Linked DNA regions of Mus musculus: all the other regions are linked to region 1. A link is a contact called in public Hi-C data. All regions are on one chromosome and are shown on one strand. Each heading gives the region's core, a stretch centred on a gene start, on an enhancer-like site or on the middle of the called end of the contact. The rest is flanking DNA. Distances are from core to core; before and after follow the strand shown.

Region 1 (4,219 bases), core at 1,141-3,640:
CTTGCTAACAGTGGTATCTGGGTTGTCTTTGACTCTTTTTCCTGCCTTCAGGATGCTTTTCCATCTATTTGGTTGCCTCATCCAGCCTTGAAATGAAGGTTTGTATTTAGTCTTATTGTATCTTGTTATGCCTTGTTAGGTTGATATCCCTGCAAGGCCTGTTCTTTTCTGAAGGGAAAAGGAGGAGCTGTAGATCTGGGGGAGAAGGTAAGGTTGCCAGCAGTGGGGCTGGGGTGGATGGGGAGAGACTAGGAGGAGTGAAAGGAGGGAAAATGTGATTGGGATCTATTGTAAGAGAAAACAACAACAACAACAAACCAACGTAAAATTTAAAACAATGACAACATGACTAGTATTCAATACAACATGCTACAATTTGGAAAGAGCATGCACAGACTGTTTAATGACTCAAAGCAGTCCTGGCTACCCTCATGCTGTAATCTGTAAATGGTGTATAGAAGCAATACGAAAAATATTGACCACTGTCCACAGGGGCATTGACCAATCGGAAACACCCCCACCTGTAAAAATATGTATGATCACATTCTGCTGAATATCCTCTACCATCCATATACACATATGTCTGCATGTACAGTATGCATGCAATTTATGGTAATAATAACATACGGACATGTAGCATACAATCTTATAAATTATGTACCTTTGGATGCAATAACTGTAATTTTGGTATTGAGACTGCGATACCAACTGCTATTTCCAATTAATCTGTGAAAAGAACATAGTTGTTAATGCCAATTAGGCTGGCAGAAAGGCTGCTGTTTTACACTACTTAACCTACACTTTTAAAGAACCCATTTATTACCAACTACTCAAAGCACGCACCCTTCTTAGAAAAACTTAGCATGAGGAAAAACTTCCGTTGGGTGTTATTTTCTTATTACCAACAGGGTTACAGCATGGACTTTTAAAATTCTGCCTGGCTTTTAAAACTATTTATTCACACCTCTCACTTGTTAATTCATTTTTAGTGCCAGTTCTTAACAATGAGCGCTAAGAAGCAAGTCTTTTATTCTATGAAACTGTTGTTAAGCTGTACAGCTTCCTTGTTGGAAAGCAGATCGAGCGCATGTACAGTGAATCTGATGAACTTTTCTTTAAGAAGAAGCTCTGTGTTCCAGAGACACCGTGGCTGTGTCTGGACTAACAGGGACTGAGAAGGTGACCTTGAATCTCTTGTAGCAAGATATTCTTCACCTAAATAAATAACTGTTAATTTTAAATATACAAAGGAATTGTGAAATATAGTTTTGAGACTAAAGGAGAGAGAAGAAAGGTCCCTACAAGCCTGAGTCTCATGATAAGAACACTGTTTAAGCACATGCAGGCTCAAGTCCAGGTGGTCTCTTTGACCCAGGGATAATTGGTGTACTAACCTTATACCGAAGGAAGATTTAGCTACACTGTGTGGTTAGGAGAAAACTGTAGTTACCTATGTAGTCATTGGAATGCCAGAGCCTGCTCAGGAGCCAACTGAAAATTAGGATTTGGGACAAACATCTCCTCCATCAGCTGTAGGGGCACCTCTGTCGGAGGATACCACACTTTTCCATTCATCCACACCCCAAAACGGCCTATAACAGAGATTTCACCCCATCAGAGACGAGCGATTTCTATGCTCATTTGTGTTTGAAACATGAAAACAACATAACAGCTGCGTGCTGGGTTGAATAAAGAAGATACACATGCATTTAAATCACTTATATCTTACTTTTTTATGATGCAATTGTGAATTATGTTCCTTTTGCATCTGTAATTAGAGGGCAGAACAGATGGCGAAGGCTTCGTTTAAAGTGATGTGTCCATTAAAATAACCTATGCTGCCAAATGATTGCTCACTGTAACAGGGTGCTCATTCTCCATGGCAGGCACTTTGCTGCACTGAAATATGTTGCAAAGGCCCCTGGACTATACGTGGTGCTTATTATTTTTAAGGGCTTTCCAATAAAAGGGTTCAGTGTAGCACAGCTAGCTCTGTACCTCATTCATCTTCCAAGCATATGTTTTACTATATTGTTCTAATTAAAAAGTGACCTTGTATATAATGATCAGAACTCAATACTGAAAATGATTCATATAGGCGCTGGGGATATGGGAAGACTGTCTCAGCCATATTAAACTGGGCAGTGAGATAGGTTTGGGGCCAGGGGCTCTGGGGGAGACATTTTTCCCAAGATCATAACTGCAAAGAATTCAGGAGATTTAGTTCATCTCTGGGACACATTATCTTCTTATTACATGTTACTTCCAGGAGGTTTTCGAGAAAAACAAAAACAAAAGCAACAAATACAAAAGGGCAAAAGTTCATAGTAAAGTTTGTTCGGAGCACAGCTTCAAACTGAGCTATTTTCCATTTGGCCAAGGCGTATTAACTTGTGTGTTGTTCAAAGCCATTAAAGGCCCATTTTGTTTAGCTTCGCTCGGTCAAGATATCCCAGATTGTTGTTGTTGTTTTTATCGCATGAGATCCTGTCTGCTATAATCATAAATATCACTCAACTTCCATTTTAATCACTTCTGGGGATGAAGAACTTTCAAACATTTCACGGCTTCCCAGAACTCTGCAAAATAATTCTGGAGCTTGTGAGCGTGGCCTCATTAGCCGGACTTTTTGAGGTCCTTAGTCCAACTACAGAAAGTCAGAAGAGAAAACACAAATGAAATTTTTGGGCAATTTCTGGGGAACAGATTTTGCAAGCCCAAACAGATGAACCATAAGTTCAGCGATGTTAAAATACCATAAGCAAAATTAAAATACCAACACTGGGAAGAGAAGAACACGCAATGGGAAAAGGAAGAGAAACTTTTCTCACCCTTACCCAGGGATGTCTTTCCTAAGCTGTCTTCAAATCCTGGGAAATTCAAGAAGGATCAAGACCAACAATAGGCAGGCAAGGGCTACGATGCCTGGTGTATAGGTAGAAAGACTGAATGATGAAAATAATATGGGCACACAAGTTATTTTAATATAACTAACACAGTCTTTTCAGTTAAAGCTTTAGGAATCATTTGTTAAGCTATTTATAGTCACATGAGTGAATAGCTGCTAGGAGAACTTTGTAATAAAGTGGATGTGTGTTGGAATCAACTTTTCTGAAGTGTTTGTGTTCCCAAAACATTGGGTGCGTTAAATCTGGCAATTCTTTTACAATCGTTCTTATAATTCAGATAGAAGTGACTAAATGCTATGCACTAGAGTATTATGAAACCTGGAAACCATAGGAATACTTGGATAATATAGTGTCAAATTTCAATAGCATCATGTAATACCGTAATATTTCAGTGTTATTATGATGTAGTCTCTGTTTGCCTACAAGAAATAAATCTTATGTTGAGGTGAGATACATGAAAATTTTTCTTCCAAAATTGCTTCTGAATAATTTATTTCTGGCAAACTGGATTCTCCCTCTTCGACATCCTTTTAAATTTGGTTAATCAATGAGAGATTCCCATACTTTGGCAGGTTTTTCTCCGCCAGCCTTTTTGTGAGTAGTTAATGATCTGTAAACAACCGTTTAAAAGCACCAGGGGACTTTACCATTTAGAAGAATTCTATAGGGAACTTTATCGTAAAAAGGAAAAGTCTTTGGTTAACACAAATACTCACCCTGAAACATTTTTTTTATTTGCCTTTAATTTTACTATAAAGTTCTTAGGGTAGAGCTACCAGTTATCACAGAGAACTTTAATTTCTGAAAGAAAAGGATATTGCAATCACCACGATCAGATTTTTCTCTGCACTGGGAGTGGGTAGTGGTCTGACTCAGAGATCCCGAAAGTCACAAATGTGGTCTTCAGGTTTCTTGTGTAGTTTTCTGTGGAATCCCATCTTCTCCTGAGCTATTCATGGGCATCACAGGCCTTCCTTGGAGCTTGTGGGTGAAGTACAATTATGGTTAAGTGAAGCTTACGTGCCTAGACCTTGCAAGTTCTGGGGAAGAAATTAGAAAGCTTGCAGGCTCTATACTCCCGTGGAAGGGATGCTGTGGAAAATCACAGCTCTCCCTGATGTTTCAAAAGCTAGGAATACGGAAGTGGACTCCCATGCTGAGACCTCCTACCTCGCTCATCTGTAATTTTCCAGTGTCCCCAAATGTCCTGATGAGGAGTTAAGCACATAAATAACACCAGTTCATAGAGAAGCCACGAGGACCTGAAGAAGGCTAATTTTGAGACGCTCTTTGATTTTGTGTGGGAAATG
Region 2 (4,219 bases), core at 1,276-3,775, 550 kb after region 1:
ACCCCTATTCCCACCCCCTATCCCCACCCCCTATCCCCACCCCCGCTCCTCAAAAATGCCCAGAGAAAGAATGAAAGATATTTTATTTTCTCTCGCTGATGCTGGCAGGGCTTCACTCCTACACGTCTGAGTTGTTTTCATCTTGCCAATTACTTTGCTATTTGTGAATGTGGCTACATAGCTCACATCAAGAGCCGTGATAACTCATGTTAATTATTCAGTTTGTGTATTAATGTTTGACAAGAGGAAGAAGAACTTTTTCTTCTTTGATTCTGGTTATAAAATGAGGAAACACCAAACAAAGCAGAAAGTGGGCTTGTGTGAGGAGGGAGTTTGCAGACTGTAGCGTTCATGCCTTTAAAACATCGGGAGAAAATTGCTTATAGAGCATTTGCCTTTAAAGATGTCTGTTAGACACTCATCTGAGTCAGCTTGGGTATGTCCTGACCCTCTGGTCTGAGCTGTGTTTCTTACTCTACAGGGGGATCAGCAGAGTTCTCACCATAGGATGGGAATCCCCTTTAGTCTTGATGCCTGCGTTCTTCCATTTTATTTAAGATAAAATTCTACCAAATTAGAAGTTCTGGTGGCCACTTAGCATCCCCATAGAGAGCATGTAATGTAAATTAAAGTTGGGGGAAAACATGCAGAACATTCTGGAAGTTCAGAGCGATTAAACGGCATGGAACAAGATATATACTGATCTCTAATGGAATGACCTGGGCTGCAGAAAGAAACAGCTAGCTTGGCTCAGAAATCCAGGGTGGGAAAACAAATTGCTTAGATTTGATTCAATATCTAGGAACCTTTGAAGTGGTTCTGGAGCAACAAGTAAATCACTTCGTTTCATGCCTCGGAAGGTAGATCCTTCTCTTCAGTGCTGAGCGGGAGATGTGGGGAGGAAGGAAACCATTCAAGTGCGTTATCTGCAGGGCAGAAGTTGTCACAAAACTCTGAAAAACTCTGAACTCCTTTGCAAGCAGTTCACACTAAATGGGAGGCTTGGGACAGCCTGTCCCGCTCGCCAAGGACCTGCAGATGGGTCTAGGCAGAGGGCCACTTCTCAATGAGGAGTGTTAAGAAATCCGGGTCAGGTATGGGCACAATTTTGACATCTTGTTGAAATCGGTGTCTCCTTTTGCCTGCGATGCTAAGTCTCTACTCTGGGGTCTGACCCATGGCTCTGCAGTACAGTTTGTTTATCACATACAGGTCCTTAAGTTGGAGCAACTCAGGAAGCGAGGGATTGGAAAGGAATGGAAGGGCAAGGGAAAAAGGCAAAAGCAGAAAGGGGCAGGGGCAGGGGCAGGGGCAGGGGCAGACAGCCCTCTACTGCTCTACTAGGTATAAAATGTGACTCAGTTTCTTCAATCTGGTGACTAAGCACTTAATACCCATGTAAGCTTTACCTCTCATGGATTTGTGCCAGAATTCAGAATATAGCATTGTGGTATCTGCGCAAACACAACTAGAAGAGTAGCAAGAAAATCAGCCAGGTAAAGTGCTGTCTGTCCTTCAGTCTCCTGGTCCAAAAATACCCAGATTACCCCCATACTGAGACATAGATCCCTGTGATAACATCAGATCACAATGTTAGCTCTTGAGTTTGTTTCAACACTGCCTCTGTCTCTTAAGTTTGGGGATTCTATGTGCTACTATGCCTGGCCCATACTATTATGTATTTTTAATGGGATTCTTTTCACTTCCATTTCCAGGATGAACAACTGTGATAAAGTAGTGGAATACCAAAAATAAAACTTTGCCCGAAATGATTTCAGCTCTTTCAGCCTGGTCCTCTTAAAAAACAACATACAACAACAATCGACAGATTAAATACGTAAGATCACCTGAGAATCATGATTTTCCCCCCTCTGTGGTTTATTCAGAAGTCAATTTGAAAATTATGAGAATGTATAATAACAGAAAGGTTGAAGGAAAATGCTCCTAAGTTAGTTCCTGTGTTTGATTTACTTAGAAGGGACACTAACCCCCGTAGAAAGGTGGTATCAGCTACTCCCTGAATGTCAGCTGCAGGCTTGCTTTCTACAGAGTTGCCCATGAGGGACAAATGAGGGAACGAAAGCAGATAAGTTCCAGAAACAGTCTGTTGGGTTTTTGTTTGTTTGTTTGCTTGTTTCTCAAAAAAAAAAAAAAAAAAAAAAAAAAAAAAAAGAGTGACTTTCGCTTCACTTAGTGGCTTTAAGAGCCGGGTGCACAGACTAAGGTTACAAAGTAGCCTTGGCGTCCCTTACATTGTTCTTTACAGGCTCTTGACACAGGCTCTGTGACTAACAGAAAGAGGCGGATCTTGAAGCAGATTGATCTAGAAACAAGGGTCCCCGAGAGCAGTTTCACTAGCGACTTGGGAGTCTAGAATGAGCCCCCAGGCTCCTCCGCCTTCCTCATGCCAGAGCTGCGGAGCCAGGAGCCAGGCTTTCCACCTCAAGCATCAAGGGCTATTGTAACAGCAATGTGCTAAAGCGCCACAATGGAGGATTAGGATAGAGACCGGAGGACTGACCTCTACTAAAAATAAAATTTGGCTCCCCTTGGGAATTCCTTCATGGATTGTGCAACCATGTACAGAATGCTTCAGGGACCGGCATATTTTCTGCCTCCCCCAACCCCCCAACCCCCCTTCACCAACAGACTTGGTGTACTCTGCCGTCCACACTGAAGACCACAGCTGTTTTGTTTGGACAGGCTGGTCTCAAAGTTTGAGCTTGCACACAAAAGGCTTATCACCGACACCAGCCTTTCTCTGACAGCTGTTTTCTTTCCCAGCCCCAGGGCTTTGGTTAAAGGAAGAAAAAAAAGGGGGGGGGGTTGCTGAAGAGAGAAACCGGGTTATCAGTAAACTCCAGTAGATACCTGCCTTCGAGACCTGAGGGAGACTCTCACACACTTTAATGCCACGCCGAACAACTAGTTTGATAAACTATTCATTCTCTCCTTAAAAGATGGTGTGGAAGCTGAGCCCAAATTACTTCCTATTAAAAAAAAAAAAAAAAAAAAAAAAAAGGCGAGGTACATTACAAGGGCTGCTATGCACGGAAAAGCGTGCCTGTGATCATGAGTTTGTGAGGTGTATCGTATCCCAGTAGCATGAGGCTGGCTGGAGGGAATCAGCTCCAGGTATGTGCGTGCTGCATCTAGGAGAACTGATAAAATCAGGGTCCTGTCAGCTGTGTAAATTGAGAGGAAGAGCCAACTTCAGCGGCTTCCTTCGGGAAGGTTGGTTTTGTGCTGGCGAACTGCTCCCCCTGGTGGATCCGCAGCTGCCATGTTCACAGAACCGTTCTGCAGGGACCAAAGGCGGTTAGAGGCAAACCCTCTGGAGGAAAGTTAACTTCAGGGCGCCCTCATCAATTCCAGCAGAATCCCTCCTGTGTATCATTGAGACTCTCTTATCTTCCCACCTTGTCACGTCCTGTGTCTGTTCTTCTTACCAGGGTCTTGTTGATTTGACGGGCATGAAAAAAAATCTCTTTTTGGTTCTCTATTTTATTTTATTTCCCTTTAAAAGTAAATCTAGATATATACAAGAAGGAAATTACCCACAGAGGGAACATTTTATTGTGACACCACTGTTTTCCATACACCCTATCCACTGTTGGGCATCTCGTTCATTCATACCTAGGCTCCTTGTTGTACTTATATGTTCTATAAGTTATATGAATTCCTGAAGACCAACTTGTTCCCATTAGTATACATTTCAGTGCTGATGTAAATAATTGATGTTGTTGTTTTTACTAAGAATGTTTTCTGTGTGCCCTGCTATGCAAGGATAGGAGGTGATGTTAACTGGGCATGGACAATTGTCTAGATCAAGTCTCTCACTTTTGAACATTCTGTAAAGTCAAACTGCAGCCTCTTTTCGAACACTTTATAAGCCAAATAAGGAGGGATTTTAAATATTTATTTAACAAGACATATTTTAAATAACCTACATATGTAAATAGAACGTTCTTAGCCTGTACATTATTGCCAGGTCGATTCTCATGTTCTGATATATAATTAATTACAGGCTTATTCCTCTGTAAACCAAAGCAGGAAATAATTCAGAGATGCCAGGTCACCAATGCCAACGAAATTGTAATACCTTCTTTTCAGCAGAATCGGCAAAAGAAATGTTGAGACAGTAATATCTGAGGTGTTCCAGGGAAAGTCTGTCTAGACGGTTGCTTGTTATCCTCATTTTGTCGCTCTCTCCTGATGC
Region 3 (4,219 bases), core at 477-2,976, 530 kb after region 1:
AAAATAAAGAGAAAGTAACTTAACCGTGTGGCATTGCTTAGAGAGAGAAGTGAAGTGCCACTAAATGGGGTACTACGTAAGTACTCCAAACATCTTTTCAACTCCTTCCAGAATGTGCTGTCCACTGCTGGCATAGTATACTTATGAACAAGACACCAGTTTGGTTTTTCCTCTCCTTTGGTATAAACAGTGCACACGGCAGATGATTAGCCAGACCTCTGATGTTCTCTCCTATGTCTTTATTTGGGTCTTTTACCAATTCTCTAAGGAGAACTTCATACATTTCTGAATTACATTTTCCTAGGAGTCCACAAATTGTTTTTTTTTAAAAAGGCACGAATAAAAAGACAACGGCAAAACTGAACTGCAAGTTAGATCTAAACATCTCATTCCATCCCAAGATCCCTGTCACTCCTTCCCAGCCTTTGGTGACTGTAGTGTAATCACAGTGCTGGTGTGGGAAGAGCAGAGGATGTTTAAATGTCCTCTGTAGACATCATCACTGCTCTCTGGAAGTGCACAGACAAGAATGGCCAACGACTCACTAAGGTTTACATAATTCTTAGGCTCAATGCTGGATCACAACAATGAAGAACAGGATTTAGCACTATGAAAATCATAAGTGCTGAAAATGTTTGGAAAGGGGCTCATTACAAGTGCATGGAAAAAAAATCCAATTTGTAAGAAAGACTGCCACCTCATGATATAACCCGGCAAACACACCAGAGAGATTTCTTCTTACCCTGGCCACCACCCTGAAAACTATTGGGCCATTCTCAGTGGGAGGAGGGAACATCCATTATGAGTTCTCTGGATTGTGGGAACTCTCACCCTTTCTCTTAAACAAATATCAGCACCACCAAATCTGTAATTGAAGTCATTAAGATGGGCTTTTTAATGTTCAAAACAGGAACTGTTGATTATATTGTTCTGAAGCCCTAAGTTACTGTTGCAGAAAGTTCATAGGGAACAAACAGCATCAGTGTTCTTTTCCAACTCACTATGGGCAGTGTAAGGAGTAAAGGGGTCTAAAGGCACAGAATACACAAGAAATCCCAGTAAAGACCGTGAGTTCAGCCTATGCTTACTCTAGAACTGATCGACCCCTTTCATACCTGAGATGAGTGAGTAAAGGGATTATGCTGATCTGGGAGGATCTAACTCTTTGGTGTTGTATCTGCTTAAAATGCCTGGAAATAAAATTTAACCAACAAGTAAAAATGTGTACTTCAATAATCTTCTGTCCACCACTAACAGTCATGACTGGAAACTGCACACAGAGGTAGTCAGGTAGAGATGAGCAAGATAGTCCTAGCATGCAACATACCAGGACATACAACAGAACAAAGTTATCAAAAGTCCATCTGATTTTCCTTTGATGTTTGTGAAGAATTCTTTAGAATTTTCTTTCTGATAATCTCCAAGTCTTACATCACTTTCTATGTTTTTTTTAATGCAGTGACTTTTAACATTTTGACTTTGCTTAAGATGAAATATGTATGTTTTAAAAGAAGTTTACCTTTGACACAGTCAATAAAAGTCCAACATAATATATTAAACGATAAAAATAGGTATCTGAAGGTATGGTATGCTTCTCAGACTCGAGAAGTGACTTGAATTGGATTCAAGAAGGCAATGTACTTTTTTGTACTGATCTAAACCAACAAATAAAGAAAACGTCTCTAAAAGCGCAGTTCTACAGACATGAGACATCTGGACACTTTAAAAAAGGAATCCACATTCTTGGCAGTGTGTCCAAACTTGAGGGCTAAATCTTCTGAAGTTTGCACATGACCATTATGACAAAAGAGCTTCCCTACCACCAGGGGATCTTTTTCATATTGTGTCAAGGTTATCTGTTGTTCGGGATCTCTCATTCAAAAGTTGAGTTGCTGAGAGCAAAGGCAGCTTCATCCCAGAAGGCCATGGAACTTGATCCCGCTTGTTCATCCTGCAGGGAAGGTACTCCATGTAATTTGCAGCTCATGATTCGAATGCTGGCAAAGGTCACAGGCTTAGTTCAAATAAAACGCCTTCTCTATAACATTCTGGCACAGGAGGCAGAGAACGGGTAACTGGAAGGTGGGGCAACTGAAGGGAAAAATTAGCCTGAGGCCGGTCCAGCTTAAGTTTAGGGTCGCCTTATTTTTAGTAAATACAAATTACTGGAAAGAAGACCAAAAAAAAAAAAAAAAAGGCTAAAATAAAGCAAATAAAACCAGCCGGATGGCCCTCGTTTCACAGGAGGATTTTAAGTGAATCACCTAAGTCGGTCAAGCCCTCGCTAAAGGTAACTCTTGAGAATTGTCATCCTGAGAACCCAGCTGACCTGTTCTCTAGGCATTCCTTCTATTGTCTCAGCCTGTCTGCTAAAAGGAGAGAAGAGGTTCTTTTATACTTTATGGAAATTTCCAGAAGCCCTAAGCCTAGACAACCACAGCAACCAACACTGAATATACTTACTTTCAAAAGAAAATGTCTCAACATATCCGATTGCTTTCTGTTTTGTATCTCTCTCTCTCTCTCTCTCTCTCTCTCTCTCTCTCTCTCTCTCTTTCTCTCTCTCCCTCTCTCCAGTGGGAGGAAGGGAGAAGGGAGCAGAGACAGTGTCATGCTATGTGGCCCAGGCTGGCCTTGAACTCATAGCACTGAGTCTTGTGAGTATTGGGATTGTAGTTTTGTGCAAACAGGCAGGGAAATTTGTTTTATGTATCACTAATGGAAGATTTACTATGTTCAGGCTTTTGCTATTTTCCCCGTAACTCTAACTCTATAGCAATATGCCCATATGTCCTTATATCTCTAGTGGTAATGTTAGAATTCAGCCTCAAGCCTCTCTTCCTCTAAAATTCAGGAGTCCCGATAACAGCGATATCTGCTAATAAGGAATCCAAAGGAGGCATCCTCAGATGCCCCCAGAAGAATCTCAGGCCTTGTAACTGACAGCCAGGAGAATGGTGGCATTAAATTATTTTTTCAAGTATGGCTTTACCAGTTGCAGAGTTCATGGACTCTGGAAAGAAGTCAGGTGTGGAAGGAAATGCTGGGCACTTTTGCAGTGGGCTTTAGCTAAAGAGCACCTTGAAAAGCTGACTGTTAGATTTATGGGGAAGGTCTTGCCTAATGAACTTGTGAAAGTTCCCTGCAGATAGGATAGCAGGCTTTGCCTGGAAACACACTGGATTCTGGACCTCATCAAAGAAAGTCATTTGCTAGCACTCCGTATCAAAGTGCACGGCTTACAGTAAGAAGCCAGACTGTGATAAGTCTCAGAGACCAGAACGGGACTAGAAAGAGGCACAGCTAGAATCCTTCTCTAGCCAGAAAGAGGCTCCCACCAGGGAGGCTCACAGGAGTCTTTGCAGGAACTCTCTTGTTTACATTAAAAGTCATCCATTTGGGAATGGAAATGTCGAAATGCAGATTCCAAGAGCAAGAGGGCCTAATAATGATTTATAGTCCAAAACTCCTGTGTTTATGATCCTTCTCCATTCTGCAATTGGGGCTGGGATTGTAGTGGGAGGAGGGGTCAGAACCCTCATTTGGTGGGACACAGAGATTTCCCAAGTCTCTTTCTCTGATGACATAGACTAGGAATTTCTTCTAATATGGACTACTAATTACAGATTATCATAAAGAAACTGAACATTGAAATGTAAATTATGGAGATTAAAAAAATTAAGGGATGCTTTTCTGACATATTAACATAGAAGAGAAAAAATAAGACTTCTAAATCATGGATGTTATTCTATATTGTATTGAGTATTAGACATATCCTGTGATATTTTGCCCAAATAGTACAGATAAATGCAAATGAATAAACAGTAAGTGGCACTGAGGATTTGGCAGAAATAATAAAGAAAAGAAAAAAAATACATGCATATAAACAACTGAAAAGAAATAGAAGATTTAGGAAAACATAATTATACTTATATAAATATTCATATAATTGTAACAGTTGCACTTTGCCCTGCTTTTGTTCAATTATGTTCAGATTAGTTATTACTTGTTTTAAATAATGGAAACTAGGTTTTCAGTTGTGTATATGACACACACAATATGAAAAAACATATACAAATACTCTAATATATTGATATGAAAAAATATTTACACCAATGCTATGATTTATAAAATATTTTACTTTCTCTGTCCCACTTGACCCTCACATAAACATCCAAAGTGCTTTATTCTCCAGCTTCTCTAGGAAGGTTTCAAACAC

What was found. A called contact is a pair of places that touch in the nucleus more often than the background predicts.
Region 2: a Hi-C map of uterus shows a contact between it and region 1, with 4 times the contacts expected there. The contact joins two enhancer-like sites. A contact is called at or near these places in 2 of 484 Hi-C or Micro-C datasets (liver and uterus) and 3 of 115 datasets of contacts at active chromatin or transcription factors (embryonic limb bud, kidney and neural tube).
Region 3: a Hi-C map of uterus shows a contact between it and region 1, with 4 times the contacts expected there. The contact joins two enhancer-like sites. A contact is called at or near these places in 1 of 484 Hi-C or Micro-C datasets (uterus) and 1 of 115 datasets of contacts at active chromatin or transcription factors (the NIH/3T3 cell line).

The regions. Positions count from the first base shown.
Region 1 is chr7:70,858,256-70,862,474 of GRCm38.p6, forward strand. No RefSeq gene overlaps it. Among named protein-coding and RNA genes, the nearest start is that of Gm39032, 58 kb to the left of the region's middle. Within about 2 kb of position 2,391, at least 3 of the 459 cell types and tissues checked have an H3K27ac peak or open chromatin away from gene starts, as enhancers often do. A contact at or near this core is called in uterus, where this site is marked.
Region 2 is chr7:71,409,101-71,413,319 of GRCm38.p6, forward strand. No RefSeq gene overlaps it. Among named protein-coding and RNA genes, the nearest start is that of Gm36260, 31 kb to the left of the region's middle. Within about 2 kb of position 2,526, at least 73 of the 459 cell types and tissues checked have an H3K27ac peak or open chromatin away from gene starts, as enhancers often do. A contact at or near this core is called in uterus, where this site is marked.
Region 3 is chr7:71,389,760-71,393,978 of GRCm38.p6, forward strand. No RefSeq gene overlaps it. Among named protein-coding and RNA genes, the nearest start is that of Gm36260, 12 kb to the left of the region's middle. Within about 2 kb of position 1,727, at least 7 of the 459 cell types and tissues checked have an H3K27ac peak or open chromatin away from gene starts, as enhancers often do. A contact at or near this core is called in uterus, where this site is marked.